6 separate regions of the Mus musculus genome follow, and regions 2, 3, 4, 5 and 6 are each linked to region 1. The links are chromatin contacts, called in public promoter capture Hi-C and targeted proximity ligation maps. All regions are on one chromosome and are shown on one strand. The core of a region is the stretch at or near the end of the contact, and the rest is flanking DNA. Distances in the headings are between cores, read along the strand shown.

Evidence for each region. Promoter capture Hi-C pulls out the DNA fragments that hold promoters and counts their contacts.
Region 2: a contact with region 1 is called in a promoter capture Hi-C map of second pharyngeal arch cranial neural crest. A contact is called at or near these places in 5 of 39 promoter capture datasets (the HPC-7 cell line, the SN4741 cell line, cranial neural crest and 2 more) and 7 of 130 datasets of targeted methods (DN3 thymocytes, cardiomyocytes, extraembryonic endoderm stem cells and 4 more).
Region 3: a targeted proximity ligation map of pro-B cells shows a contact between it and region 1, with 4 times the contacts expected there. A contact is called at or near these places in 2 of 39 promoter capture datasets (erythroid cells and pre-B cells), 5 of 484 Hi-C or Micro-C datasets (the G1E-ER4 cell line, embryonic stem cells and pre-B cells) and 6 of 130 datasets of targeted methods (embryonic stem cells, large pre-B cells, memory CD8 T cells and 3 more).
Region 4: a contact with region 1 is called in a targeted proximity ligation map of pancreatic cancer cells. A contact is called at or near these places in 1 of 39 promoter capture datasets (pre-B cells), 1 of 484 Hi-C or Micro-C datasets (B cells) and 3 of 130 datasets of targeted methods (embryonic stem cells, large pre-B cells and pancreatic cancer cells).
Region 5: a contact with region 1 is called in a promoter capture Hi-C map of pre-B cells, with 3 times the contacts expected there. A contact is called at or near these places in 5 of 39 promoter capture datasets (cranial neural crest, embryonic stem cells, liver and 2 more) and 2 of 130 datasets of targeted methods (effector CD8 T cells and pro-B cells).
Region 6: a contact with region 1 is called in a targeted proximity ligation map of pancreatic cancer cells. A contact is called at or near these places in 2 of 484 Hi-C or Micro-C datasets (cranial neural crest and erythroblasts) and 9 of 130 datasets of targeted methods (the 230-238 cell line, the NIH/3T3 cell line, bone marrow-derived macrophages and 5 more).

The regions. Positions count from the first base shown.
Region 1 is chr19:36,832,779-36,835,799 of GRCm38.p6, reverse strand. Tnks2 (tankyrase, TRF1-interacting ankyrin-related ADP-ribose polymerase 2) reads right to left here and starts at 1,568. Exons shown (of 27, transcript NM_001163635.1): 1 at 1,064-1,568. The coding sequence starts at 1,262.
Region 2 is chr19:36,118,361-36,121,381 of GRCm38.p6, reverse strand. It overlaps Ankrd1 (ankyrin repeat domain 1 (cardiac muscle)), which reads left to right and starts at 1,538. Exons shown (of 9, transcript NM_013468.3): 1 at 1,538-1,627; 2 at 1,984-2,163; 3 at 3,019-3,021. The coding sequence starts at 1,601.
Region 3 is chr19:37,548,869-37,551,889 of GRCm38.p6, reverse strand. It overlaps Exoc6 (exocyst complex component 6), which reads right to left and starts at 1,472. Exons shown (of 22, transcript NM_175353.2): 1 at 1,325-1,472. The coding sequence starts at 1,425.
Region 4 is chr19:37,520,163-37,523,183 of GRCm38.p6, reverse strand. No RefSeq gene overlaps it. Among named protein-coding and RNA genes, the nearest start is that of Gm41842, 25 kb to the left of the region's middle.
Region 5 is chr19:37,433,378-37,436,398 of GRCm38.p6, reverse strand. Hhex (hematopoietically expressed homeobox) reads right to left here and starts at 1,558. Exons shown (of 4, transcript NM_008245.3): 1 at 1,166-1,558. The coding sequence starts at 1,529.
Region 6 is chr19:37,390,293-37,393,313 of GRCm38.p6, reverse strand. It overlaps Kif11 (kinesin family member 11), which reads right to left. Exons shown (of 22, transcript NM_010615.2): 7 at 2,912-3,002; 8 at 2,423-2,665. Among named protein-coding and RNA genes, the nearest start is that of Kif11, 15 kb to the right of the region's middle.

The sequences.
Region 1 (3,021 bases), core at 319-2,818:
TTTAAAATAGGGACAGGTCAAAGCAAACAGACCTACAATTGGAAGAACTGTAAAATCAATGCCTGTAAACAAACAAACAATAAATCTTTTTTTATACTCTTTTGTCTACCATTTTTGCCCCTAAGGAACACAAGAAACTAAAATTTTTTTTTAAATATAAAGAACTGCTAAACAATTCTGATGCACACTGTATCAAATGTTACCAGGCTAAGAGGATCTTATTTGATTATGAGGTTAAAAAGTTACAAACTGTCCTTAACATGAATAATCATTAAGTTGGTTCCCATCCCTGGCCTTTTCAAATAAATACCTCAACAAGCAAACTTCAACACGCTGGTACCACAAAGAGAACCCAGTAGTTAAAAGTAACTCCAAACTATCTACAATAAATCTCAGGATGACTCAAAATCCTAGATCCAAGCTCAAGTGCGTGTCCTATCTTGTCTCTCAGCTCACTTTCCATCCCGACTTGTGCGGGAGTAAGGCAGAGGCCACCCACACACAACCTAAGTAGATCTCAGGTCTCCCAAACATGCCCATTTCCGGTTTTAGTCTCTCCAGAAACCTAATCCAATTAACTCTAATGAGCCAATAGCTAATAAAATAACTCCTAAATTAAAATTTCAGTTTATGACGGCCGCTAGAACTTAAGGGGTTACTAAGAGTGTCGATGAAACTTGCAAACATGGGTCCATTTTTTGGAGATAATTACTCTTTCAAATCACAAGGTCTACTAAGCCTTTCTTGTGTGCAGAGGCCCTCCGGGGTAATAAGACCGGAAGTCGGGGCAGGTATTGTTGATACAGTAAAACAAAACAAAGCTTCCCCCCTCCCAGCACACAAACAAACAAACAAACAAACAAAAAACCCCATAACCTCAAAAACAACTTCCCGAGAGCACGCTCACCCCACCCTCATCACGAGCCCCGAGAGAGGAGGGCGGGCGGCCAGGGTGAGAGTCCTGGGGAAAGGTCGGAGACAGGGCAGCGCCGCGCGGCTTGCGGCCTGCAAGCCCGAGCCTGCAGGTGGGGCGTGCGGGAGGCGCCGCGGGGCCCGCGTTTACCTGCGGCGAAGTGGAGCGGGGTGGACTTCCTGCCCGCCGTGTCGCGGCTGTTCACCTTCTCGGGCGTCACCAGCCTCTTGACTCGCTCCACGTCCCCGTTGCGGCAAGCCTCGAACAGCTCGCGGGCGGACGGCTCCACGGCCTCGGCCCCGGCGCTCGCGCAGGCCGCGCCCCCGCCGGCGCAGCGGCGGCCAGACATGATCCGGGCCGCCGCCGCCGCCGCCAGCAGCAGCGCCAGCAAAGGCAGCAGGAGCCCGGGCCCCGCGAGCAGGAGGGCGAGGCCCCCCGCAGGAGACGCGCTCAGGGCCCGGGCCGCTCCGCTCCCCGCTGTCACCAGAGTCGGCACGGTCCCATGGCCGCGTCGCCGCGCGCCCCCGGCTCGGCTCCGTGAGCCCCGGCTGCCCCACCGCGGTGGAGGCAGCGCGAACCCGCTCGCCGAGCCCCGAAGCGACGCGACGGCGGAAGCGGCCGAGACCACTCCTGCCAGCTCGGTCGGGTCCTGGGAGCGCGCGTGACGTCGGCTCGCGCGTGCGCAGTGGCTGCTCTCCGGCCGGGCCAGTTTGGGCAAGCGGGGCCGCGCGGAGGGGTTTGTGGGAAATGTGCAGGGAGAGCCTTTGGCTGCGGAAAGAGAAGGGGCTTCGGCCCACCGCCATCTTTACAGAGCCTCTGCTAAAAACGAGAGGTCTTGCTGCCTTTTCTTTTATTAAAGCCTACACTTCTCGAGACGAGTTTCATTGCTCAGACACCGAAGACGAATCTTGGGAAGTTTTGTTCTGATTATGCATTTTCTTGTGCAAGTTTTAGCGTGAAAATCTCTGCAGTGTTGCTTCCGTACCTTCCCCCTGGGAGATTTCTCACCCCTTCCCCCTCCTGCCTTCTTTACAGTGTCTCTTCCCTTAACTCTCCGCATCTGCTTTTGTTTTTCTTATAAGCGTTTTCTCAGAAATGAATCCGTTACGCTTACTGAGAAGTTTGGATGAGCGGCCCCCAGATAAATCAAGAAAGCGAAGAAAGTTCATCTCAATTCTAAAGCAACAATTGGGGGGTGGGGTGGCTGTGATTAGCTCCGCTTCCCATAGTAAATTATTAGCTCAGCGCTGACGAGGATCTATACATAAATCAGCATTGCACCGGATGTGGTCGAGGTGCTGATACAAAGCATACACATCAAAGTTTTCCGAAGTTTCTCTCTCTCTCTCTCTGATCAAAGAATACAAGTGCACAATTCATTTTCGTGTTTATTGTGTTTTATTAAAAAAAAAAAAACAACAACAACAAGGATGTGTTTTGTAGAGCCAGGTCTGGTAAGGTGGGAAGGATTCCTGGGCAGGCCCATGCTGAAACATCCCTTTCTTACCCCTGAGGTACCAGCCATACGGGTGTAGTGTAGAATCGAGTTTATTTAGGGCATGGGAAGGGGAGTAGAGAAGAGAGTAGAGGCAGAGAAGGACAGAGGAAGAGAGAAAAAGAAGAGAGGCCGGCCAGGAACACGTGGAGAGAGACGGGGGAGGGGGGATGGGAGAGAGGGAGAAAGGGGTTAGGAGAAGAGTCTGAGAGAGAAGGGGGACAAACAGCCAGGCCTACCTGGCTGTTGCCAGGTAACTGTTGGGCGGAGCCTGGAAAGAATGTTAGCTGTGTTTAAGGTAGTAGTGACATCTTGTTTCAGGAACCCGAAAGAAAGGAATACAGAGATTTTGCTTGCAAGAAAGTGCTGACTTTTGGCACGCTGACAAGCATTTCCCCTGTGAATTACTTAACCTGTTTTTCAGGAAATCCAGTTTTTGTTAGGGAGCGTTGACTCACTTCTGTGGGAGAAAAGCAGGGACACTTCTTGAGCATTTTAGTAAATGTACCTTCTTATATGTTTATTCCATTATGTTCTTAGACTACTTAGTGTAAATTTAAATTGATCCCTATTACTAAATAACTATTCATGAATATACCTAAGGATTAGAACC
Region 2 (3,021 bases), core at 289-2,788, 710 kb after region 1:
CTGCTCAGCAGCCCAGAGTCCTTCCTCAAAGGAAAGGTCTCAACTCTCAGCCCCCCTTAGCTCTGAGTCAGGCCTGGAACAAACGGCCACAGGAATGAGAAAAGCTGCCATAGCTGCTTGTCACTTCAAGAGGTCAAAGAAAATAGTGTTAACCATGAAAACGAGAAGACCAACAGTTATCCATTGATAGCGTCTCAGGACAGATAGGACAGAGAGAACACTAGGAGAGGGGAACCCACGAAGGACAAGGTATTAGTGTGTTGGTTTTCAGGGCAATGTCTTGTACTGAAGATTCTAGAAACACAATTTGCTGGTTGAACAGCTGAAGTGGGGTGGGGGTTCTTACCCCATGTTCATGGAAGGGTGAGTGAGGAGAGACAGATATATGATGGCCAGCATAACAAACATACACAACACCCTAATTAACACTTCCCTCTTCTACTGACACCCCCTTCACTCTCCTCTTTCATAAAAAATAAAAAAAGTATTTTATGTGGCTCTTACGATAGAATCTTTCCTCGAACTATAAAAAGATCTAAATATTTATATTTTTCACATTTTAATATCTTAGCGATGACAAGCCAGAAACAAGTATTTTTGCCTCTCTCAACAGCAAAGCTTGGGGCCTTTTTGTTTCCGTGTTAGGAATAGAACACGAGAGCCCCGTGTATCTAGGCAGATGCTCTATCATTAGCCCATGAGTCTCCAGCCTCAGACGCACATTTTTCTCGGGCTCTCTTAAGCTTTTCCCACAGCATTGGGAAACTTTACTGACAGCATCCAAGTTGTGCTTCTGCTAAGAACTGGACTCACATCTCTCTGTGCATCACTTCGGCCCGTTTTGGGGTAGATCCTCTGATTAGCCTTCAGATTTAGAACACGGTGAGCCTGTGGTGCACTAATTATGGCCAGTGACACCATAGAGTCAAAGTGCATTACTGAATGCTTTCAATTTCTCCTAATGCTGGTACGATGGCATGTCACAGGGCCATTTTAGCTGCAGACATCACTCCAGAGAATTCCAAACAGATAGAGACAAGTGGCACCCAGACCCATCTCCTTCCCCTCGGGCTGATTATCCCCAGAAATAGGATGTCCCAAAGCAACACTTCCCAGCCAACTGGAGTGCTGATAAGTCCAGTTATCAGAAAGATATGGCTGTAAGTGTGATGCACAGTGCTTGCATTTTCTTGATACGTTAGTCATATGAGAGCTGACAAAGAAGGAAAAAGAGCAGCGATGTGGTGCAATATTAACAGGCAGCTGTCCCCTGGCTTCCCGATACGTGGGATGACTCGCATTGCTGAGCGGTGTGGTCACTGCCAAAGGAATGACCCTCTCACATTTCTTCCTGATTCGCATACGCCGCGGCCAGCTTGTCATCTCCCTCTTGGGCTTCCCAGACACTAAGTCTGGAATGAAAATTCACCTGCCTCTGAATTGGCCACTGGTGGGGGCAGGGGTGTGACTTGGCTTCCCAGGCTGGAAGATTATCTCACCCAGCCCTAGCTATATAACGGGCTGGTGTGGAGGGGCTCCACAGGGCCAGTTCCAGGGGTTCATCCACAAGAGAGAAAAACATAGACTCACGGCTGCCAACATGATGGTACTGAGAGTAGAGGAGCTGGTATGTAAAACATCTTTTTTTTTTTTTTTTTTTTAATCTTGGCTTTTATTTGAAAATACAGATGGTTTTTCTTTCTCAGGAATAATGTGGGGTTGGCGTTAGTGACTTCCTAAGAGAAGGTGGTTGAGTGGGTTGAGTGGGTTAAAAGTGAATTTTCATGTGCTAACCTGATGCTCATCTTAATTGTGAGAGGAAGGCAGGCACCTGGGATACCTGGAGCTATGCTCCAGACAGTGCACCGCCTGAAGGTGGCTGTCGCTGGATGGAGAGGAAGGACCTCCTGTGGCATTGTTTGTGGACAGTTACCCCAAGATGGGTAGCTTTGCTTCTGACTTCAACATCTTCTTCACATACAGGTAACAGGCAAAAAGAACAGCAATGGGGCCGCAGGGGAATTCCTTCCTGGGGAGTTCAGAAATGGAGAATATGAAGCTGCTGTTGCTTTGGAGAAGCAAGAGGACCTGAAGACACTTCCGGCCAACAGCGTGAAGCAGGGGGAGGAACAACGGAAAAGCGAGAAACTGCGAGAGGCAGAGGTGAGGACCTCCCACAAAATCCTAGTGGGAGTGGGGTACGGAGGTCCCTGAGGAAGAGGGGAAGAGAGGAGGAAAACAAATAAAAACTGCTCTAAAGATGTCTTTTCACCAGATATGAAGCGCATGATGCAAAGAAGCAGTGCACATGGAAATGACTGGGGGAATTACTTTTGGATTCCTCCTGTGTGGAGGGTTGAATCAATGATTGAATGTGCTATGACCACGTTTTGATCAAAGGACAGACAGATAATGATAACCAGAAAAGCTCCAACATCACACACTGCCTACTCAATTTGAGCCAAGGCGATTTGTTCTTTTTGATAACATTGAGTTGTGGCCCACGGGTCATAGAATAAGCTTGCCATGTTTATTGAAATTTATTTATTGAATTTTTGTAGATTACTAACACAAATTTAGAAGTGCAGCAGTAATCTCCGTTTCAGAGACTCGTGAAGGAGAATGGCATCAGTATTTGTGAATTTATCTGTATTTTCTACCCTTGGTTAAAACATATGTTAGTTTTTGAGAATGAGAAAACAAATTCTATAGAAATCTGGGCTTTATGGTACTAATTACAAAATGATTACTGAGAGACTATGTCGTGCCTCTAACCAATTAGTCAAGGACTAGTTCTACAAGCAAAGGAAGTAAATATGACTTAGATTAAAATTAGACCCCAAATACTTTAATGAAAATAAAATCCCTGAAGTCAGACACTCACTTGAAAGTGCTTTGGATTTCCCATTCTCAGCCCACTCACAGTTTGCTCAGGCTGTGCAGGGTTTGTTCAGGTACCACAATAGTTAGAACTCACTATATATTTTTCAACACTTGATTTTTCCCCCCTTTCGTTAGCTC
Region 3 (3,021 bases), core at 223-2,722, 720 kb before region 1:
GGAGCTGGGCATTGGTGATGCACACCTTTAATCCCAGCACATGGGAGGCAGAGGCAGGTAAACCTCTGAATTTGAGGACAGCCTGGTCTACAAAGTGAGTTCCAGAATAGCCAGGGCTACACAGAGAAACCCTGTCTAGCAAACAAAAACAAAGGAAAGAAAAAGAAAATTAAAAGATACTAATGAGGCCTTTGCATATCATAGCAGGAACTTTCTGTAATAAAAAAACATAACCTGCCTATTAAGTGCTTGGAGGTAGAGAATAAATGGGCAAGATCTCTCATGTTCTAAACAACTTCCCACCCCCACCCCCACCCCAACCCCACCCCGTTCTACAAATACAAAAACAAGGCCAAGGGGGTTAAATGATTTTTTCAGTCATCAGTGACAGGTTTATGAGAAAGAAACAAGAAACACACCACATGATCTGGCTCCCTGGGGCAAAGTGAATTTACAAGTTGAACTGACTTCATTTTATCTACATTTACAGTGAGAAAACAGAATTCCATTTCCAGGAAGTGTGTCCTGAAGAAAGACTACTGACAAAGCACAATCCGTCTCAAATTCCCTTAATGAACCACAAGTTCATTCATCCTAATTGCAAAAGATGAAATTGTAATCCTTGAAGTGTCTAACCTAGTGTTAATGGCTAATAGCTCTGTACCAGTACCAGTCTATGGGGGCAGAAAGTATTCCGTCCGGTATGGACTATTCATTAACTGGTACTATTCCTAAAGAGAGTGGGTTTGGATCCATTTAAAATACGCTGAAATTTTAATACAAAATCAACATAACGTTTGTCAATAAGTAAAAGCTTCCTGTCCCAAGAGCATCGTCACCCCTGCGTGAACTCGAGCTGTCAGCCCACGCTCGCGTCTCGCCCGGGGAGAAGGGTGCTGCAGCGTGGGAGAAAGGTGCTGGCGTCTCCCGCTCAATTTCAATTCTCCCACGCCCAGAGCAGTCAGTGCGCTGGGGTTTCCATCAGCGCGCAACTTGGCACCGGGATCAGTCACGCCGGCCACCTGCAGGTGACCTTCGTCCCCAGCACAGAGCAGACAGCCTCCGCCTAGGGGTCAGGGCCTTGGGGCATCAAGGCCCTAGGCTGGGGCGGCTCTCCGGGTCAGAGACACCCTGGCAGCCACACCCACAGGCGGCGCGGTGACAGGTGCCCGGGCCCTCCGGGTCCCGCAGCCCACGAGCGCCCGCCCCCGCGCGCACCACCTGTCGGGCCGACGCGCGCGCACCCGGCAGCGGACGCCCCGCCCGGCTCCTAAGGAGTCCCTGGTCAGGGCAGCCCGAAAGCCGGGGCATGTGAGAACTTTACCGGAGGGTGGGCCCTACGCAGGCGGTGTCGGTGCTTTCGATCTCCTGCAAGATCCGCTCGTGCTCCGGGACCGTGCCCAGAGCCTCGCAGCTCTCCGCCATCTTGGCTGGAAGCGGAGGCGCCGGCCGGGCGCGGCGGCGCGCGGACCACAGGAGCGAGCGGCAGGTGGCGCAAGCGCGGCGCGGCGCTGCGGGGCGGGGAGGGGCGGGGCCTGGAGGGGTGGGGCGCAGTGGGTGGGGCCCGCCCGGGTGGAGCCCGCCCCTGGGGAGGTAAGGATGACCTGGAGAGGGTGGGGATCGGGGCGGGGGGGGGGGGTGGCCGGGAGGGGAGGGGAACCACCACCTCCATCTTTCCTCGCGACCTGCCCTTAGTTATCTAGAGATGTTTTAGTGCAGTGTGTGCTGTTGTGCACTGCAGGTACCCTAGCAATAACGGAGGTGACCCTCGGTCACACGCCCTCAGTAATAGTGATAGAAGCTACTGAGCACCTGATGGGCTTTAAATAGTGGGGAGTCAGAGAAAAGCAAATGCTTTCCCGAAAATCAAAACTGAGTGTGTCGTTGAGATTTATTTTAAGAACAAACAAAAATTCTATACCTCGACTGCTCTGAAAAAATCGTGTCCCCTGCCGGATGCAAGTTCACCGAGGTTAGTCATATTGGACATAAACTATCAAAATGAGGGAAAATGAGAACAAGACTAAGGCGCTTGCTGGCAACGTAGAAAAGAGGCCCAGGGCAATGTTGGATTTCATGCTGAAGCTCTTGAATCCAAGCGCTCCCAGGGAGTGGTAGCTGGGCTGGGGTGGGAATAGACTTCTAGGGGGAAAGAATGAGCAATAAAGTGGTAGAAGGAAATGGCAGGTGGCTTGAGCAAAGGGACACATGTAGAAAAAGAGGCTTGCTTAACAACCTGTATCTAGGACACCGTGTAAACCAGCTTGTCATGATCAAAGCACTGATGGAAGATTAGTCAGAAAAGAGTTCAAACCTAGCCAGAGGGACAACTAATTTTCTGCTCTCCCTAAGTTCAGGAGCTCTGAGCTTCCCTGTGAGTCAGGCAGGCTTTGCACGAGCCAGCTGTCAGACTCACTCTCTTCCCTGGGCCTCTACTACCAGCTTTTTCCCTCTTCTTCCTCCTTTTCCTCCTTCTCCTTTTCTCCCTCTTCCTCCTCCTCTTCCTCCCCATAAGAAATCCTGGGAGATGATATTGAGAAACAATTAAGAACATGTCCTCTGAAGACAACTGTCCCAAACCCCACTCAGTCATGTGACACTAGGCAAAACTTAATACTTTTCTATCTCAGTGTCCCCAGCCGCAGCTGCTAATAACTGTGGTATCTACCTTGTACTACATCCTATATTATATTAACTTCCATTATTTCTGTAACAAATGCCAGAGCATAAAATGACTCAAGTGTAATCTGTTAGAATGCTCACTGGGCTATAGTCAACATGGCGACACAACTGCATTTTTTTCCAGACTCTAGGAAAGAATTTGTTCCTTTTCTTTGCCAGATTCCAAATGCTATCATAGTCTTTGCCTATGACTTTCTCACTGTGTGGCTCTGGTAGCCTTGAACTCACTACATAGACCAGGCTGGCCTTGAACTCACAGATGTCTGACTGCCTCTGCCTCCCAAGTGCTGGGATTAAAGGTATGAACCATCATATCCGGCCCCCTTTTAATAAAAGTTT
Region 4 (3,021 bases), core at 349-2,848, 690 kb before region 1:
ATCAAATAAATAAATATACACACATCTACAAGGACACATATCGAGATGGGAGATTTTGAAGGAGTTAGTAAGAAGCCGAGTGAATATGATCAATATACATTGTAAGAAGCTCTCAAATAGTTAATAAAAACGCATATATTATTTAAGCTAGTGTGAGTGGCAGCATTTGAAGCAACATGATCTTTCCACCAATCAGAAGTCATCTTAAAGGTGAGCCGTGTCCACATGCCCTGACCTGAATTTCACAGAACAAAGATCTTGGAACTATCTCTCCACACCTATAACTAGTCTCTCTTTATAACTAGGCTTACAGTTAATAAATAGCCTTGGAGGTGGAAGTGAAATTTAAGGTTTAAGACTGTGTTTCAGGAGGCAGAGGCAGGAGGATTTCTGAGTTTGAGGCCAGCTTGGTCTACAAAGTGAGTTCCAGGAACAGCCAGGGCTATACAGAGAAACTCTGTATCAAAAAAAAAAAAAAAAAAAAAAAAAGACTGTGTTTCAGGGCTGAGAAATGGCTCATCAGCTAAGAGCATCTACCGCTTGTGTAGAGAGAGAACCCTTAAATTCAATCCTGCAGCTCAGAGTAGCCTCTTATTTCCAGCTCCAGGGGATCCAGTGTCCTCTTCTGGCTTCTGGGAGCACCTGCACTCATGTGCACAACCCTCCACACAAACACTCATGCATACAAACAATTTAAAAAAAAAATAAGTCTAAAAGTCCAAATATAGGTCAATATCACGTTGGCCAAATTCTGATTCCTCAGAAAACCTTCTGGTTCTTTTGCTCTCGCAGTAGAGTAGTAATGGCCTTTGTAGAGATCTGAAGTTTGTGTTGCACAGAAATGTGTCTGGTGGTGATGGTGATGATCATGGTGGTGGTGATGGTGATGATGATGGTGGTGATGATGGTGATGATGATGATGATGGTGATGATGTCATCTCAGTAAATGAAACTGAGCATAGTAACAATGTTTTCATCCTCAGAACCTGGGTGTAATGAACTTTCTCTTTAGTGAACACCTATACGTTTAGTCTCATTACTTTTATACCAAATTTTCTATTCAGTACAAATTATATTGTTAATTGAAAACTCACAAACACTTCTAGATGTGACTAATGCAGGCTAGGTCTTGTCTGCCCCCCCCCCCAAGTCACTAGACAACCAGGCTACGCCTATCCTTCTACTTCCTATCCTAAGGGTGGGTTCAAATCTCAGGTTACCTCAAGATGAAAAACTCCACTGCAGTGGCTGTCTTACAAGAGCAGTTTCTGTAGATGAGGGGAGTTAAAGGAGACAAAATAAGGAGGGAGAGAGAGAGAGAGAGAGAGAGAGAGAGAGAGAGAGAGAGAGAGAGAGAATATAGTCTATGAACCCAAATGTTGGTCAGTGGATCTATAAGGTTGTGGAAACCTATGGAAGTTTCCTTCTGCTGACTTTATTTTCTCAGTAGACAGGAAGCAAGGTCCTTGTAACAATGAGGTGGGAAGAGAAGAAAAATAAAGGTATAAAATAATCCACTCACAACAGAACAACAGATAAGGGCCTAGAGAAATATACAAGGCAAGAGCTGAGAAGCCAGAAGGGCCATAGAGATAAGGGATCCAGAATGAGACCAGATGTCCAGCGCTTGCCCAGAAGCCCTGCATTTGGGAGATGGAGGCAGGAGAGCATAGAGTTTGAAGCTGACCTCACCGACAGGAGACCCTGTCCATGACAGAAAGGAGAGAGACAGAGATAGAGACAGAGACACAGAGAAAGAACAAAAGAACAACAAAATCGAACAAAGCCAGGCCCAGCTTGGCTTTGTGCCATGTTCCAGCTTTGTTCGGCTGTGGGACTAGGGTAGAGAAAGTCTACTTGAACAAAGGCTCCGTCTAGTCCAACAAAATGAGTAGGGTCACGAGGCCAAGGGGGTGACTCGGGCTAGGAGTATCCGTGGGTGACTGCGACATTAGAGCTGAGTCAATGAACGTGCGGTTCTGAAGTTGCAAGTCTGTTAGTGTCCCCCGAACCATCCCTCCCCATACCAAATCTACCCACTTACCGATAGCCTATCAGAGTGAGTTCAAAGTTTATGCAAAAATAAGCATGTTAGCCTTCATCCAAGACTTCCCACTGCTGACCTGAGGGCAAAGCTGTGCTCCTGAACTCCGGACGTTGGTAAACTTCCTGCCATTTCTTAATCCACAAAGTCAAGATTCCAGCGGGCTTCCTGGCATGGCTAAGTGCCAGGCCAGCCAGAATATCCTCATTACCTGTGGAGAACAGGACGTCAGCGCTCTGCAGCCCACAGTGTGGCTTTGCTCTCGAGCCCAGTATCCTGGAAGTTCAGTGGGTAACAAGGCTGAGCCTTCCGGATTGCCTGTATACCCAAGATGGGGATTCTGTCTCCTCTCTCTCTCTCTCTCTCTCTCTCTCTCTCTCTCTCTCTCTCTCTCTCTCTCTGTGTGTGTGTGTGTGTGGTGTGTGTGTGTGTGTGGTGTGTGTGTGTGTGTGTCTTTTTCTTTCCCTCCCTCACTCCTTCACAGAAAACTCAAATTTTTTTCTTTTTTAGTATCTGAATTGATGTCTCTGACCCAGATATTCATAATCTGCCTTCTTCAAAGCATCTGGTCAGGGTTTTTAAACTTTTCTCCTTTTTAGGTAATATGGACCACTGGGTTAATTCATAGTCTTTCAGTCCAGCCTCTTCTTAAGACTCTCCAAGCAATAAATAAAGTACTATAATATCCAGGAACTCTAAACACGTGGAAGCTTGCTTCCTTGACTAAGAGAGATGAATCAGAAAGTAATGTGTTTTGCTTCTGTGAAATGAAAGAGAAATGTTCTTGTGAAGTTTTAAAGTTGTCAAAGACTGTCGAGGTCATTCATACAATCGTTAATAGCCACCCCCCTTCCCAAGCTCAGGTCCTAGAAGTCACTGAATGTGGATGATAAAGACCTGCCTTCAGAGAGCAAACTGCAATCGGGATTCTTTTCTGGGAGTCAAAGGGGAAAAAAAAAGCCTTAATGGGTATTTTC
Region 5 (3,021 bases), core at 309-2,808, 600 kb before region 1:
GAGAGGAGCGCTGGAGGCGGCTCTTAATAATTCTGGCATTAAAATGCCAATTCATTAAAATGTTAATTGTCTCCCAGGTCCCCAGTTAAGCTGCCAAACTGTTGACTTTAAACTCTGGAGCCCCCTCTTATTCACTCTAGACCCCACTGGTTCAGAGGCTGAGGCCCTGAACCCGGTCACCATCGCGTATTTATTCTTAGGAATGTTGTGAGGACAAGCCTCGAAAATCCCAAATTGCCAACGTGTAGCCCTTAGTATTTGTTCGGGGTCTGCACTTTCCTTCTCCAAATTGATGGTGGTGCGTCTGTCCGTCCGTCCGTCCCTATGTCCACAGACCTACACCTAAACATTTTGAAAGTTGGCATTGTTTTTTTTTCCCCCCGAGATTTTGCTTGCGTCAGGCTTCAGACTTGGTGCAAAACAGCCTCCAAAGATGGGGGTGGGGGGTGGCGGGAGAGGCAGAGAGGAAGCAACTGGTTATTTTAGCTGCCATAAAGTCACATCCCACACAGAGGAAATGAACAATATCAGAAAAACGGATCCTGGCTATCAGACGTCGAGTGTTTCCTGAATTTGTCTGTATTGAGGATGTCGATAAAATAATCAGCAGCGTGCACTACTCCGGGGGAAGGGTCTGCTTCATGCAGCCAGGAAAACACTTAACAGCTTCAGAAACCAGATTTACTCCTATCGAGAACTCAAGATTTCCTGTATGAACGGAAAGGGTCAGGCTCCTTCACTGCACAAGCTTGTTGAACCAAGCCCAGCCCAGGAACCGCCCGGGCAGGCAGCTCTCCCTGCCCTGCAGGGGCCAGGCTCAGGGCGCCCCGACGTCCTCTTCTCCGGGCCGCTCGCTAAGGGAGTCCCCCACCCACCCCGGGGCGACACGCGTGGCCAGGGCCGCCCTCCTCCACCTCCCCGGGAGCCCCAGGTCTCTCCCGACTACGCTTGCCCCGACGTCTGCAAGGTGCAGGAAAAGCAATCTGAGTCGCCGAGCTTCCCAGTACCGGGGCCCCGCATGCACCCGCGAGCCGCTCGCTCCGAGAGCTCGCCGCAACTTTTCCACTGCGCTTCCCGTCCGTCCGCCCCTGCCGCCTCCCGCGCGCTGCCACCCGCCGGGAGCGCCTTCCTCACGGACGCCCTCACTCGGCCCCGGCCGCCTTACCCAGGGGGTCGTGGCGGAGTAGGGCGTGCGTGTAGTCGTTCACCGTCCGCGGGAACGGGTACAGAGGGCCTCCGAAGCCACTGGGGCCGTAGGCGGCGGCCAGCGCGGCGGCCGGGTGGTGCGAGAAGGCGGGGTGGACCGGCGTGGGCTCGTACACCGGGGTCCGGTAGGAGGACACGAGGCTGGTGAAGGAGGAGTTGGGGGACGGCAGCGTGGGAGTGGGCGTGGGGGCGGCGGGCCCGCGACCCAAGATGTCGTCGATGTAGAAGGGCGTCGGGTGAGCGGGCTGCAGCAGCGGCGTGGGCGCATACAGCGGGACTCCCACGGCGGGCGCAGCCGCGGGCCCCGGGTGCGGGAACTGCATGGCCGCTCCGCAGCCCCTCGCAGAGAGCTGCCGGCCGGCGGCGCCGCGCTACATTTATTTGCGCTCTGCGCTCCAGGCGATAGGCTCGGGCAGCCGCGGGGTGGGGCCGCGCTCGGTCCCCTTCCTGCCGCCAGGCCCTGCGGCCAATGGCGCTGGCTTCAGATTCGCCTCCGCCCCCCACTAACCCCCGCGCCGATCCGCCCCCACCGGCCCAGCTCCCGCCCCCGAGACGCACGGGCTGTGGGGCTCCGGGGACCCTCCGCCAGGGTGTTCCTGCGCCGCAGGCGCCCCCAGAGGTTCCAGGCACCTAGCGAGCGACTGCGACCGTCGAAGAGGAGGTCACAAGACGTGCGCCGCGGGGCGCGGATCCTGACGGGATGGCGCCACTGCTGAAACTCGGGCAGCCTCTGGAACCTGGAGAAGCGATGGGACTCTGCGGGCCAGGAGGCCGCCGGCAGGATGGCACCTTCGGGCGGCCAGAAGGCTGCGCTTCTTGGGGTAACGGTGGCACTGTCTAGAACGGGGGACCTCCGCAGCTCGGCGCTCCAAGGAGAAGACCCAAGCCGTTGGCTGCGTCCTAGTCCCAGACGGGTACTGACAGCGAGGCTGCAGGTGTTCCAGACCTATTTGAGGACCCCCTAGCTCGGCCACCTCCCTGGATGCTAACGGAATCTGCTCCAGACCGGTATCAAGATAGAACCTTAATCGTATGGCGCAGGACAGAGGCTATGCAGTGTTCTTCGATCCAATGGGGGTGGGAGGTGCTCCTGGACCTCTGTCCCCAGGCCCTGAAGGACACAGCTGCGCTTAGCCGGCCTCTGAGGTTTTACACGTGTTTTCTATTCAAAGCCGTGGTGCGCTGCTCAGTGTGGCCTCAGCTCTGTGCGGCTTCACTCGCCTCTGGGGCAAAGGGGCATTTTCTTGATTGACGCCCTCCTGGGGTGACCACACCTTGAGTTGGGCAGTTTCTGCTAAGGACTTCTATTAGTAGAAAAACTCCCTGGCTTTTTTTTTTCAACTGAGATATTTAGTTTTATCCTTTGGAATTAATCTTCAGCTGCAGTGGGACTGAAGGCGAAATAGCCAGAGGACCTGGGTCCGAGTTTCACTTCACACCTTATTTTCTTGAGCAACTACTGTGTGTCATTAGCAAACGAGAGAGGCAGTCTCTGCCCTGGTGGAAGCAGGAAACGAACACAGTCACATCTACTAGGGAGAAATCGTGTGTAAGGGTCGAAACCTTAAGGAGCTCCAGCCCCTCCTTTCGGGTAAAGGAGAGAGTCACTTTGAAAAAGGAAAAGTCTTCCCAAAGGAAATAATGTTTGAAAGATAGGTAGGTGTCAAGGAGCCTAGGGTGTGAGTGACTCCAAGTCAGAAGAGCACTTGAGTTGAGTCTGTCAGTTTATTGCCCTGGGCTTTTCTCACCTGTCCCGTTTGGGACTTGACATAAAGGTTCCTAACTGCTTGGGGATGGAGTCACGGACATCTTTCA
Region 6 (3,021 bases), core at 379-2,878, 560 kb before region 1:
GGAACTTGGGTCTCCTCATGACAAGCACTTTACCAACAGAGCCATCAGTTCAAGCCTCCTACACAGGTCTTAAACTCAATGAATTCCACCAACTGGTAAGTAAACAAAATGTCCTTTTATGTAACAATTTTCTCAAAGATAAAATCTTTCATCTTGGAAGGAAATTCATTAAGGATGATGTTCTAAGGGTAGTCTTACTACATTCCATATTGCAGGGCAGCTCAGAAATACAATGCAAGTTCCTGAAACAGATATACCAGGCTCCTCCCTCTCTAAGTACACTGTACGTAGTAAGGACTACTGAGAGATACCCTCAGACCAGAAAGTTCCTGAACTAGACACAGTGGGCCCCTCCCAGCGAGACACTCTCAGACCAGCAGAGCTACTACCAACAAACCGCGCTGCCTAGAAGAGGCAGACAGCAGGCCTCCCCCACCCCTTTGTCAGCCTGTTGAGCTGAAGGCAAGTTACACAGTCATGAGCAAATGCACACTGAGGATGGGGAGGCTCTGGTGATTCAGATGTCCTTGTACAAGTGATCTCTCACTCATATTACGGTAAGTAACCCCAATAAAACCCACTAGCTCACCGAGTTGAGCTCTGGTGATGTCTTTACTTTGGTCTGCATGTGTTCTCTGAGGTGAGTAGACATTTGTTCATGAGATCCCAGAAACCGTGTTACACAATACCTATATCCACATAATTAATTATGCACCCATTAAAAAAGAATTAAGAGGGGACTAAAGAGATGGCTCAGTGGCTAAGAGAACTGGTTACTCTTCCAGAGGTCCTGAGTTCAATTCCCAGACACCACATGGTGGCTCACAACCTGTAATGAGATCTGATGCTCTCTTCTGCTGTGTCTGAAGACATCGACAGTGTACTCATACATAAACTAAATAAATCTTTAAAAAAAAAAAGAAGTGTTGATATATAAAAAAATTTTAACATTGCATAGTGTAATGAAAATAACATGCCAAGTACTAGAATTCAGTGCCCCAAAAGGACTTAACTTGGTCTGAGTCCTTAATGAACCCTACATACTACCCATCACTACTGACATTCAGCAATATTTTTATTGACGTGCATGAGTATTTTGCCTGAGTGTAAGTCTGTGCACTGTGTGCAGGCCTAGTGCCTAAGGCAGTCAGAAAAGGGCAAGAGATCCCTAAGCATGGAGTTACAAACAGTTGTGAGTCATCATGTGGGTGCTGGAAATCAAACACTGGTCATGTGGTAAAACAGTCAAATCTCTTAACCACTGAGTCATTCCTTCAGGCCCAGCGATCTTGGTTCGATTGTTTAAATAATGTATGAAGGGCTAGCAAGATGACTCACTGAGCAAAGACACTTGCCACCAAGCCAAATGACCTGAGCTTGATTCCTGCTGGAGTCCACAAGGGGAGAATTGACAGTCACAAGTTATTTTCTGACTCCTATTTGTAGACCCCCTACCCCCAAAACATACATACATACATACATACATACATACATACATACATACATACAAAATAAGTAAACAAATGAGTGTATGTATGTATGTGTGTGTATATATACATATATGTACTAACTAGTTTTGTGTCAACTTGACACAGTTATCACAGTTGAGTTGAGAAAATGCCTCCATGAGATCCAGCTGTAAGGCATTTTCTCAATTAGTGATGGGGGGTTGGGGGGTCCATCTTGTGGGTGGGGCCATCTCTGGGCTGGTAGTCTTGGTTCTATAAAAGAGCAGGCTGAGCAAGCCAGAGGAAGCAAGCCAGCAAAGAAAAACCCTTCCGTGGCCTCTGTATCAGCTCCTGCTTTTTGACTTGCTTGAGTTCCAGTCCTGACTTCCTTTAGTGATCAACAGCAATGTGGAAATGTAAGCTGAATAAATCCTTTCCTCCCCAACTTGCTTCTTGGTCATGATGTTTGTGCAGGAATAGAAACCCTGACTAAGACAATATCTCTCTCTTTTTTTTTTAAATTGTGAAACCAGGGCTGATAAGATGGCTCACTTGTTAAGAACACTGGCAGTGCTGGGCGGTGGTGGCGCATGCCTTTAATCCCAGCACTTGGAAGGCAGAGACAGGCGAATTTCTGTGTTCGAAGCCAGCCTGGTCTACAGAGTGAGTTCCAGGACAGCCAGAGGAACACAGAGAAACCCTGTCTCGAAAAATTTAAAAAAGAAAGAGGAGGAAGAAGAGGAGGAGGAGAAGGAGGAGAAGGAGAAAGAAAAAATTAGGAAGAAGAAAGAAGAAGCAAAAGAAAAAAAGAAAAGAAAGAAAAAACTACTTTGGAAGTCATAACTGGCTTTTTATTGTACCAGATTGTTCAATTTTTATAGTAGAGAAGGAAGCCAGTAAATGAACTTTAAAAATATGACAGCTAAGAAAGGCTTATAGTTCCCACGGTTGCTGCATTTTCTCAAAGGGCTTACCTCAAGATTGAAAGATGCAGGGGAAATGGTTGCAATTATAGATGTTCTTGTACGTCCCCCAAGAGAATCTTGCAGGATTCTAGTTAGTTTAGATTCTCGATAAGGAATATGAGGTGTTCTTTCCACAAGAGCAGTAATAACTCTTCCCAGAGTCAAGAGGGATTGGTTGATATTTCCAGCTTCCCGGGCCCTCTTGTCAACAGCTCCAGAACGCCCAATATTTTCACTTCCTGCAAGATCAACCTTTAATTTAAAAAAAGAAAAAGGTCAATCTATTGTATTTAGATTCAAAGATTTGTATTCTTTTATATATTTTACTCTATACCATGTTCTAAATCATAGTAAAATAAATTTTCACAACAAATTCCTTCTCCCACTTCAAAGCTAGTTGATGAAGTTAACTATGAAAATACTGTACATAAGTGAGAATTTCAGCTTTTCCAGGAAGAAATCAAGACTAGCACAGTGGCATCAAGGCAGGATACTTACCAAATTCAACTTTCCAATTTTAACAAGCTCTTCTCCATCAATTGTTGTTTCTTTCATGTGTATCGTAACAGAAAAAACTGAGTGTGAACGACTAGAAAAAAAGATCAAGT